Linked DNA regions of Arabidopsis thaliana: region 1 is linked to region 2. Evidence: chromatin contacts called from public capture Hi-C data. All regions are on one chromosome and are shown on one strand. Each heading gives the region's core, a stretch centred on a gene start, on an enhancer-like site or on the middle of the called end of the contact. The rest is flanking DNA. Distances are from core to core; before and after follow the strand shown.

Region 1 (5,393 bases), core at 95-2,594, 150 kb before region 2:
ACCAATCAACAGAGCATGGACTAACTAACTAATCACAGTTCTAAATTTAGAATAAGAGAAGACCAGAGACTGAAAATACCTTCTGTTTCAGCAGCTGTGGGTATATCATCTTTAGTAACAACAGGTTCTATAGATTTCTTAACCAGAAGTTGCTTCTTCTTTATCTCAACCCGTCTTTCGATATTGGCAACGTATGGACATGTGGAACAGAAGAATCTCGAACTCCCACCTCCCTCGTAGCGCAACAGATTCCCACATGTGGGACAAAACTCCATCTTCCACCTCACCGATCAATTCGCTGCAAAATCATCCCCCACAAAAATCAATTCATAAAACTATGATATAGACAGATATATAGAGACAGAGAGAGGGAAGGGCTGTTTTTAATACATTGTTCTACTGTGTTCGTGTAACAACCAGTTTTTACTTTAATAGCAAGGCAGGTCATGAAGTAACTTATAATTCAAGTAATCCATTCTTAACCGGAAATAACCAATACTTTTCCATAAATTCAACTTTACATTCATTAGACTTTGGTTTAATAATGAAACCAACTCCAAAATCTAGCAATTTAATAATACCACAATTCAATCCACTGACTTAATAATTCGATCCACTAATCCAATCTATACTCACGAGTGACGACCACATTCTAAACCAACAATTCAATTTTTATTGCCAAGATTGACCACATTTTCAATAGAATATACATATTTAATCAAGTGTGGTGAAATCAACAAACCCAATAGCGAAGCTATTGTTCATACATAAACACAAGCACGAAAGAGAGTTTCTGTAACAACGTTTTGACTTTTGACAAATTTGCATACAGAGTCAACAAAAAGTCGAGATCTTTGTGTAACCAAAAGCATAAGAACCAATCAGAACAGTTAACAATAAAAATGATTAAGCCAGAAAACCTAGAACACAAATTCGTGAAACCCTAAATCTCAGAACAAAATAAAGATCGAATTCGCAAGATTGAACAGATCGACATCATATGAGATCGAAATGATTAAAAAATCGAGCTTACCAGGCGATGCGGGTGGTGTTGGTTACGGAGATTGCGGACGAGACGGCCTAAAGTGGCGGTCTCAGCGGCGGCGATAGATGGAACCTTTGACGGCGATAGATGTAACCTTTGACGGCGAGAGATTGATGTTTGTTTATATATTAAGGCCCATTTGTTTAATTCTCTGGGCATTTAGGCCTCTTTTTATGCTTCTTCTTCTTTTCTTGAGTGTCTTAGGGGTTGATTGGAACAAAAATTAAAAGCCAAAAATTTACTAATCCCACTTTAAGGACTTTATTTAATTTAAAAGCTTTTAAAGTCTATGATTCATAGGCAAACCGACATTTTTGAAGTATCCAAGGAATCTGAGGTAACTGGTTTATTTTATTCTTTTTTTTTTTTCACATAAAAGTTTTTTTTATTAAAAGCATAACATCTTACAATACTTCAAGTACAAAGAGACAAACGCTCAAACCGGTTATTCAAACCCGGTATCAGAGACGGCAAAAAGAAGCCCATTACAAACATAAGCCCAACAATTCATGAAACCACTGGTTGAAGGAAGAGTCGATCATGTCCAGCACAGATACACGTGTCACGAAAGGAGACAATGATGATAACACGTGAGACGTCGGAGTTTTAGGTCATCGTCGGTCAGCCGACATAGTTTGCAACCGAAAGGAATTCTTAGTCACCGGAAAAAGTCGTAACGAGCATCAATACATCAAGGCTCAACAATATCCGATGAACATCACCACCAAATTCAGAGAATCCCAAACAAACTTCGCCGTTAGATCTGCAAAATTGAAATCTTCCATGGATAAACGCAGTTCATGAATTCCGGGATCATCGACTTAAAAGATAAGCTGACAAGGCTTCCATTATTAAACCTAAAAAACAGGAAAGATAAAACGATTCACATGCTTTGGTAAGAAGAAATTAGCCTCAATTACGTTAAAATCAATCCAACGACAACTCCAATCCGCAACTTCAAATCCGATTTTTAAAATTGAGAAAATTAGCTTGAAAATCGAATTAAGCTCTTTAAACAAAGAAGGATCAGAGAATTATGCAGTCAAATCAAAGGATTAAAACGCAAACTAAATCCAAACAAACTAAAGCAAAATGAATCGAGAGAAAACGAAAATAAAAACAAAACCCCAAAGCCAGCCAACCGTCGCTTAAGAAGCCGACGGATGCCAGAAGCAAGCTGACAAACGCTGTGAAAAGCATTGACGGACGGCGGATCGGACATCTCTGCTAACAAAGCCAGATGATGCCGTGAAAGAAGCTGACCAACTACTGCATGAGAAGCCGGTGGATGTCAGACTCAAAGCCAGCGTTAAGAAACTGGACGACGTTAATGGATTTTGTGGAACATCAAAAGAAACTTGGATGTGGCTCTCTCTCTAAAAGATATTAGAGAGATAAGAGAGAGAACTCTCTCACACTCCCGGATGATGGAAAATAAATTAACTGCTTTATTTTATTCAATTCAGGTTCAGTTTTTTAAAGTCACAATGTGAGACTTTTTGGGCTATAAAACAAATAATAAAATAAAATCTGTTTTTCTTTTTTTTTTCTTTTCGTTTTCTCCATGACAAATGAAAAACAATTTCTCTATCAATAAGTAATTTAACTCAAAAATATTTTGATTAATTAATAATCATCTTTCTATTTTCACTTTTTAGAGATCCAGTTTTCATTATTTTTTTGCATCAATTGCATCACAGTGATAGTTCATTGATCCAAAACACCTAATCAGATCTTTATATGGATTAAATATATTTTTTATTTACTGAGATTTGAGTATATTTATCTATTTATTTTATTTTGTATTTTTCTAAAACTTATAATAAATTAATTTTGTTAGTATATTATCACAAAACTCATTTTCAAATAATTCACAATTCTAAATATATATTGTAAAAATAATAGTAACAGTTTCTACAGTTTTTAGTTCCAATCATACTTTAACAGCCAAAGTTTTTAAAGTCAAAGTCTTTACAGCCAAATTCTCTACAACCAAAATTTCTATAGTCAAAGTCTGTATAGCCAAATATAACAGTCGTTACCAATCGACCCCAAATTTTTTAGTATTTCGGCTTTGTAAAATTTCTTGAAAAGTAACCACTACTTCACTTAACGATAGAAGTTAGAACGATCAAGGCATAAAAACCGGAACCAAAGAACCAAACCAAACCAAGCTGAAAAAGGGTTCCGGTTCGTATCAAGATACCACTAAATACTCCTGTTGAATCTCAGTCAAACTATCCATTGGATATTGGATATTGGATATACGGTATACGCAAACCGAAACGGATATCTATGGATACCCAAATCGAACCAAAAAATATTTGGTCAACTCTATACAAAACTACATCTAAGCCAATACATTTTTAAAAAACCTATCACCCAAAAAAGTTTTGTTAATTTTTTAATATTTTGGACCATTATTATTTTGGTAAAAAAGTTTCGGATATTTTTCGTTTCTTTTTTTGGTATTTTGAGTAAAATGATCAAAACCGAACCGATATCTATTAGAATTTGGTAATTTGTCGGCTCTCTTTCTAAGTATCTGAACCGAACCGAAACTTTTTTGGTTCCCTTATGGATCCTAAGAGGCTAGAACAGCATAATCAAACGCCCAAGCCTAATATTTATGTATTAAATTATTATAATAATAATTCAAATATTCGAATTATTACATAAGTTTTACCAAAATATGCAATTAACAAAAATAACGATAAAAAGATACAACCGCAAATAATATTAATAAAAAGTTACGATAAAAAGATACAACCATTCAGAATCAAATAGATACGGCTATAGTTACACAAGTATAACTGTCCGAAAACATAACCATAAATATTTTAAAAATATTTGACAAAAAAAACACGACCGTAAAACAAATTTTAAATATTTTAATGAAAAGTTGCGGTAAAAACGCAACCGTTTAGAAATGCAAAAGACATTTATTGAGATTGTTATTGCTATTAGATTCCAAAAAACTTTGGTTAGATCAAGAATTAGAGCAATTTCTTTCATATTAAAATGATGTATGTAAGTATGTTTATAAATAGTTTAGAGAGTAAAGAATTTGGAGCCATTTTCCAGATTATCATTTTTTAATTCATCATAAAACAAATAATATGTGTGAATGAACAAAATATGGTTAGGAAGAAAGACAAATATATAGAGTTCAAAAATCATAAACATTTAAATAAACAACTTTGTTTATACGGAAAGTAGTGAAAAGAAATGCAAAGAAATATAATGTAGAGACGTAACTTTAAATGAATATATGCAACAATAAAGACACAATCGCAAACTGAAAAGATACAATTGTATTTTGAACAAATATAACTATCAAAAAAAAAAATCGTAAATATTTTAGCAAAATGATGCGATAAAAAAACACAACCCTAAACTGAAAAGATATGACTGTAGTTGAAAAAACATAACTGTCAAAAAAGATAACAATAAATAATTTAACGAAAAGATGCAATAAAAAGCCACAACCGTAAATATTTTAACAAAAAATTGCGATAAAAAGACGCACGCAACCATTTATCTGCGAAAAGATACTATTGTAGTCAAACAAAATAACATTCAAAAAAATATCATAAATATTTTAACGAAAAAATGTGACAAAAAAAACAGCCGTAAAAACATAAACGTATATATTTTAACGAAAATTAGGATAAAAAGACGCAACCGTTTCAGAAGTGCAAAAGATATTTGTTCAAATTGGTATTATTATTAATTACGGTAATTAAATTACCTATTTTCGATTTACGTTAGAGAAGGTTTTTCTTCATTTCTGATATTGTTTCCAAAATGACGGATCTTTAGAAATGGTCCAAGTGATATCGGTATGAATCTCTTTATTTTCTGGTAGAGTATTATATGGAGAATATTCTAAGTATCATATATCAAAGACGTAGAGATTTTAAAGTTATACAATAAAGCAAAAGCCATATGATTTATGTAAAATATCTGTTGCGCAAAAAGAAATAGATGTCAAGGCCATGACTTTTAACCATATTGTACATCACAAACTCTAATGAGGCGTACTTGTATTTTTCTTTTTCATACCAAATGCTTGGCTTTTGCTTTCTGATTCATCACCATCCTCATTGTCATCACCGGCATTCTTACTAGAACCAGCAGATTCTGCAACCAATCTTGCATTTTTTCTTTTCCCTGCAGCAAACTTGGCTTCTAGTTTCTGATCGAGAGGGTCGTCTGAGGGTCTACGCTTTTTTTGTCGTGACACTTGAGCACCAAGTCCAAGCCTAACATAGAGGTTACAACGATACTTATATTCAGCTTCCGTTTCTCAAACAAAATGCCAATTAACATGTAAAAAGATATTTGC
Region 2 (5,092 bases), core at 2,042-4,541:
GGGATTCCAAGTTTACTTCTGCTTTTTGGAGAGCCTTTCAGGCAGAGATGGGCACTAAGGTGCAGATGAGCACGGCTTATCATCCTCAGACAGATGGGCAATCTGAGAGGACTATTCAGACGCTTGAGGATATGTTGCGGATGTGTGTCTTGGATTGGAGAGGTCATTGGGCGGATCACTTGAGTTTGGTAGAGTTTGCTTATAACAACAGCTATCAGGCGAGTATTGGGATGGCTCCTTTCGAGGTGTTGTACGGGAGGCCATGCAGGACATTATGCTGGACCCAAGTGGGGGAGAGGAGCATATATGGTGCAGATTATGTTCAGGAGATCACGGAGAGGATCCGGGTTCTGAAGCTGAACATGAAGGAAGCTCAGAACCGACAACGGAGTTATGCTGACAAGAGGAGGAAAGAGCTTGAGTTTGAGGTTGGGGACAGTGTATCTCAAGATGGCCATGTTGCGAGGTCCGAACAGGTCTATCTCAGAGACTAAGTTGAGTCTGAGGTACATGGGTCCATTCAGGATTGTTGAGAGGGTGGGACCAGTGGCATTCAGGTTAGAGTTGTCAGATGTTATGCGTGCGTTTCACAAGGTCTTTCATGTGTCGATGCTGAGGAAGTGTCTTCACAAGGATGATGAGGTGTTGGCTAAGATTCCAGAGGATCTTCAGCCCAACATGACTTTGGAGGCGAGACCAGTGAGGGTTCTCGAGAGGAGGATCAAGGAACTTCGGCGGAAGAAGATTCCTTTGATCAAAGTCCTGCGGAACTGCGATGGTGTGACAGAGGAGACTTGGGAGCCAGAGGCGAGGTTGAAGGCAAGGTTCAAGAAGTGGTTCGAGAAGAAGGTTGCTGCATGAGTTTGCCTATCCTTGGTTTCCAGTTATAGTGATGTTGAGTTTTTGATCTTTTGAGTTGTTGTTCTTATTTCTCTTTCATTTGTATTTTCGTTTGAAGTTGTAACGATCATGACATCTGATGATTTATAAGATGAATATTTTTTTTTCTTAGATTTGACTTGAGTTGTCTTATTTAAGAATGTGTTGTGCGGTTCTCAAAAATGGAAAGTTTCCCAGAAAGGACTTGTCTATTTTTGGAAAGTTTGAGTAAACAACCTAAGAAAGAGGTGTGTTTACGAGATGACCGGGAGTTGGTCATAAGGGTTTCGTCTTTAAGACTGTTTGTTTCTGTTTTTCATGTACAGTTTGCTTCAAAGGTTGCTTTTGGTTGTGACATGTTGTAGGACGTTTCTGGACTGTTTCAGACGCAAGGAGAGTCTCTCCTGGGTTTAATTGTTGTTAGAATAATTTTGTTAAGGTGAGTGCGTGACCATGAGCTTATCTGAGCGATTGGGTTGTATGTTTTGTTTTGTGTGATGATATGTAGGTGTGGTAAATGTGTTTTGAGTGAATTATTCGATGACTGGTTTGTTTGTGTTGTATTTGTGATTATACCCTTTTATTTGCTTGTGTGTATAGCTCGTAGATGGGAGAATCGCCTCACTAAGTATTTATGATAATACTTACGCATCTCATTGTATTGTTGATGCAGGTAAAGATAAAGTGTGATCGTAAAATCATGGCAAGGAAGAGAGGATGATCTAGGAACTCGTTTGGTTTACTTTTATGTTTTGGTTATTGGAACCGGTTAGGGTTGTGTTAGGATTTTTAGTCATTCTTGGTTTTGTTGGTTGAATTATTTGTTTATTCATAAAATAGTATTTTTGACTTGCAGTTTAATTGTTGCTTTATTGGTTGGTTTAATTAGATATTTATGGGAATATTTAATTATGTTTAAAAAAAATGGGTCGGGATGTTTCACATTCAACCTCCAAAGGGGAAAAAGATACAAAGTTTTTGAGCAAAGATTTACAACATTGATAAGAAAGATAACATAAACAAAGGGCTTTAAGGATATATCCGTAGAAACTCGGAGACAGAAGCTAGCTAGCAACAAACCACAAACGAGATCATGGTGTGTCGAGAACACTTCCGCGAATTGTTCGGGAATTTTAGAAATAGTCATTATCATCAGATCTTGTGACTTTGGAAAAGGATACTTAGCCTTACCGAACACCGACACGGACATCAGTGGAACAACTAAGGATATTGTTCGGTTCTTCTCCGTAAAGGAAGAAGGTGGAACCGAGGTTCTCACCATATAGGAGGAAGGCGGAGCCGAGGTTCTTTCCATGACGGAGATGCTTGGACGCCAAAGACCCTCGAGGTCAAGTAAGAGTGCAGTTCTAAATAAGATTTTGAAAGTTTGTTGAGAAAGCTTAGCTATGGTTCGAGAGGGTGGAAGCAAAACAAGAAGAAACACATCTCTTAGGTGTGGCCGCTGGTTTGAATTAGAGTGTGGCCGCTGGATTGATTCGGTTTCATTGCCTTTAGCCAGAAGGGAGTTCAACAACATGGTTTGTAAGGAATACTCGCAGAGCCAAATACAGAGAGTCGCTTCAGGGAGAGAGAAGAGTCCATGGCTGCTCAAACCGTAAAAACGACATAATCTTATAGATGGATTTGGTGAGGAAATAAAATAAATCAACCTGGGCTGCTGTGATTATGAGATAGGCTGAGATTTGTGGAAGTGGGCCGAGACAGGGAAGATGGGCTGCAACAATTCGAAAGGCCCAACAAGCTGAAACCTAGGGTTGCTTCAGTTGGGGAGATGTTGTTGATGCCGCCGCATGTGTACGGATATGAGGCAATGAAAGAGCAACACGGCTTGGTTAGGTTTAAGATTAATACTTCCGCCGTTAAAATCATCATCACTGGTTTCAGCGTCAAATCAGCTCTCCATTCCATCAAGGAAGAAGGAGATGACAGATTTGTCTTCGAGGGGATCCGGTAGAGGTAATGAGCGACGAGGATTGCGAAAGTTCTAGATTTCAGAGATCTAGAGATTTTCGGGAGACAACTCTCAAATTTAGCATTTGGAGAGTGACTGGACATCGGTTCCTCCTTCACTGAGTTCACGGGCCTTATGAGGGATACAGGGTTCGCCGGAAAACCTCTATTAATGTTATCGCGGTACAAAGGAACACCATGGAAGCAAGGTGAAAGGAGTGAAGGATGGTAAAAGATTATAAACAAATGAAGTAAGAATCGAGAAAGGTTGCGAAAGGATTGAGAAAAGCAAACAATATCTCGACGCCGGCGAGCAAAAACTCTACCGGCGTCAGAAAACATGGTGAAAGTAATTGTCTCGATTATAGTGTTTGAGAGGAATTTTTGAGCGAGTGGTTTTGAAAGGGGGGGGGTAGTAGACCGATTTTCAAAATACATAATAATCTGCTTTCATTGAGAGTTGAACTCTATTAATATTAAATTATTAAAGAAATTTTAATCAATTGACACGTGGTCTAACCTGCTTGACCCGATGACCCAGTAACCCATAAGGTAATCCGGTTCACTGTCTGGGTCGGGTTTAAAAACATTGCTAAAAACTGTAACTAAATCATAGCTAAAAGCAGTGAAAATTGAGGTATATCAAGGAGTTTTAAAGTATTTACATATTTATTTAAAGACTTTATAAAGATTTTAAGAGGTTTTAAAATAATTTACAAGGGTTTTTAACAACTTTACAAAGCTTTTAAAAAACTTTATAATGTTTTTAAGAGTTTTTAAAAGGTTCAAGAGTTCTTAAAAGGTTCTTAGAAATTTTACAAAGATTTTTAAATGTATTTTTTTGCTGAGAAACAATTTGTTACGGGATAAAAAATTTGGCGAGGAATTGTTTTTTTTGGCGGAACAAACTTTTGGGTGGAAAAATAATTTTTGACGGAAAATTTGTAAATTGAAAAGAATTGAGAGAATTGAGAATTGAAAATAATTTTTGACGGAGATTTATGGGTAATATTACAAAGTAACCATGAAATTGAAAAGAATTGAGAGAATAGCCTTGTGTTAGAAAACTTAGGTAAATAACTCTTTTTGGAGGGGAGTAAATACTAAAATATCCTTCTATTTTCTTGTTTTTACAATAATGCCGGTGATGATAAATCAGAGTTCATTGGTATCGATAGTTTTGGAAGAAAGAAAATTTATGTAATCTGAATAAAGGACATGAATTATTTACAGAAAACACAGTATCTAAATGAATTAATGTTCTATTAAAAAAATACATGACAATTATAAAAGGAACATGCATTATTCAGAAGAAATACATCTTATTGTTTGGATAGGTATGAATAAGATTACAGTAGAGAACATGAAATATTTAAAAGGTATAGATCTATTAAAATAATACAAAGTATTTGTAGAAAATGCATGTCTAATTTAAAATGAACATGCATTATTCAAAAGAAACATATCTTATTGTTCGGATGGGTATAGATAAGATACGTGATTACAATAGATGACATGAATTATTTAAAAGGTGCAGATCATTTTAAATAAATACAATGTTTTTAGAAAAATTACATGCCTAATATAAAAATAACATGATATATGAAATGATAACATAACATTGAAAGGAAACCTTGAACTCTTGAGGGTGAAGGCAAATCTCAGATTCTAAAAAGAAACGATATCGGAAATAGCTAAATCCTATATAGACCAAATAAACAGAAGAGCTCAATGGTTGAACCACTGAATCCCAAATTGATGAAAAACAACACCGTTAACGGCTATAGTCAAATGATCTACTAGAGCTTGTGGTGGTTGTTGTAATGGAGGTGGTTATGGAGAAGGTGATGATGGTTTGAGAAATCAAAGAATAAGGCACAATGGTAGAAAATAGAGATGTAATTTGTCGAAATAAGAAATAGAAAGAGAAAGAGATGGAAGAAGGAAAAACGAAGGTTTGACTTTTATTTAGGGTAAAAGTGTCATAAATAAAGTGCAAATGTTTTTTTTTTCTCTCATACTATTCGTTAAAGGCTATTCTCTTTATTCTTTTGTTGTCAAAGGTTAGTTAGTAGAGTATATACACTAAATAGCCATGGATTCAAAAAGAATTAAGGAAATAGCCATGAGCTACAGAGTTATGTCGGAAACCCATGTATTCTTACATGTATAACCTTAGACATCAAAGCGACAAGACACTGTTTGGGGAGCGTATGATTCTGGGTTTGAAATTTGAAATATT

The links. Capture Hi-C pulls out chosen DNA fragments and counts their contacts.
Region 1: a capture Hi-C map of seedling shows a contact between it and region 2, with 2.1 times the contacts expected there. The contact joins the promoter of AT4G07950 here to the promoter of AT4G07825 in region 2. A contact is called at or near these places in 2 of 26 Hi-C or Micro-C datasets (both in root) and 2 of 3 other capture datasets (root and seedling).

The regions. Positions count from the first base shown.
Region 1 is chr4:4,793,792-4,799,184 of TAIR10.1, reverse strand. It overlaps AT4G07950 (DNA-directed RNA polymerase, subunit M, archaeal), which reads right to left and starts at 1,344. Exons shown (of 3, transcript NM_116865.3): 1 at 1,034-1,344; 2 at 80-298. The coding sequence starts at 275. It overlaps AT4G05275 (a long non-coding RNA gene), which reads left to right and starts at 2,181. Exons shown (of 1, transcript NR_141857.1): 1 at 2,181-2,421. AT4G07940 (pre-mRNA-splicing factor CWC22-like protein, putative (DUF3245)) reads right to left here. Exons shown (of 5, transcript NM_116864.2): 5 at 5,076-5,310. The coding sequence ends at 5,076.
Region 2 is chr4:4,642,039-4,647,130 of TAIR10.1, reverse strand. AT4G07825 reads right to left here and starts at 3,291. Exons shown (of 1, transcript NM_179010.1): 1 at 1,793-3,291. The coding sequence starts at 3,288. The coding sequence ends at 2,545. It also overlaps the pseudogene AT4G07830.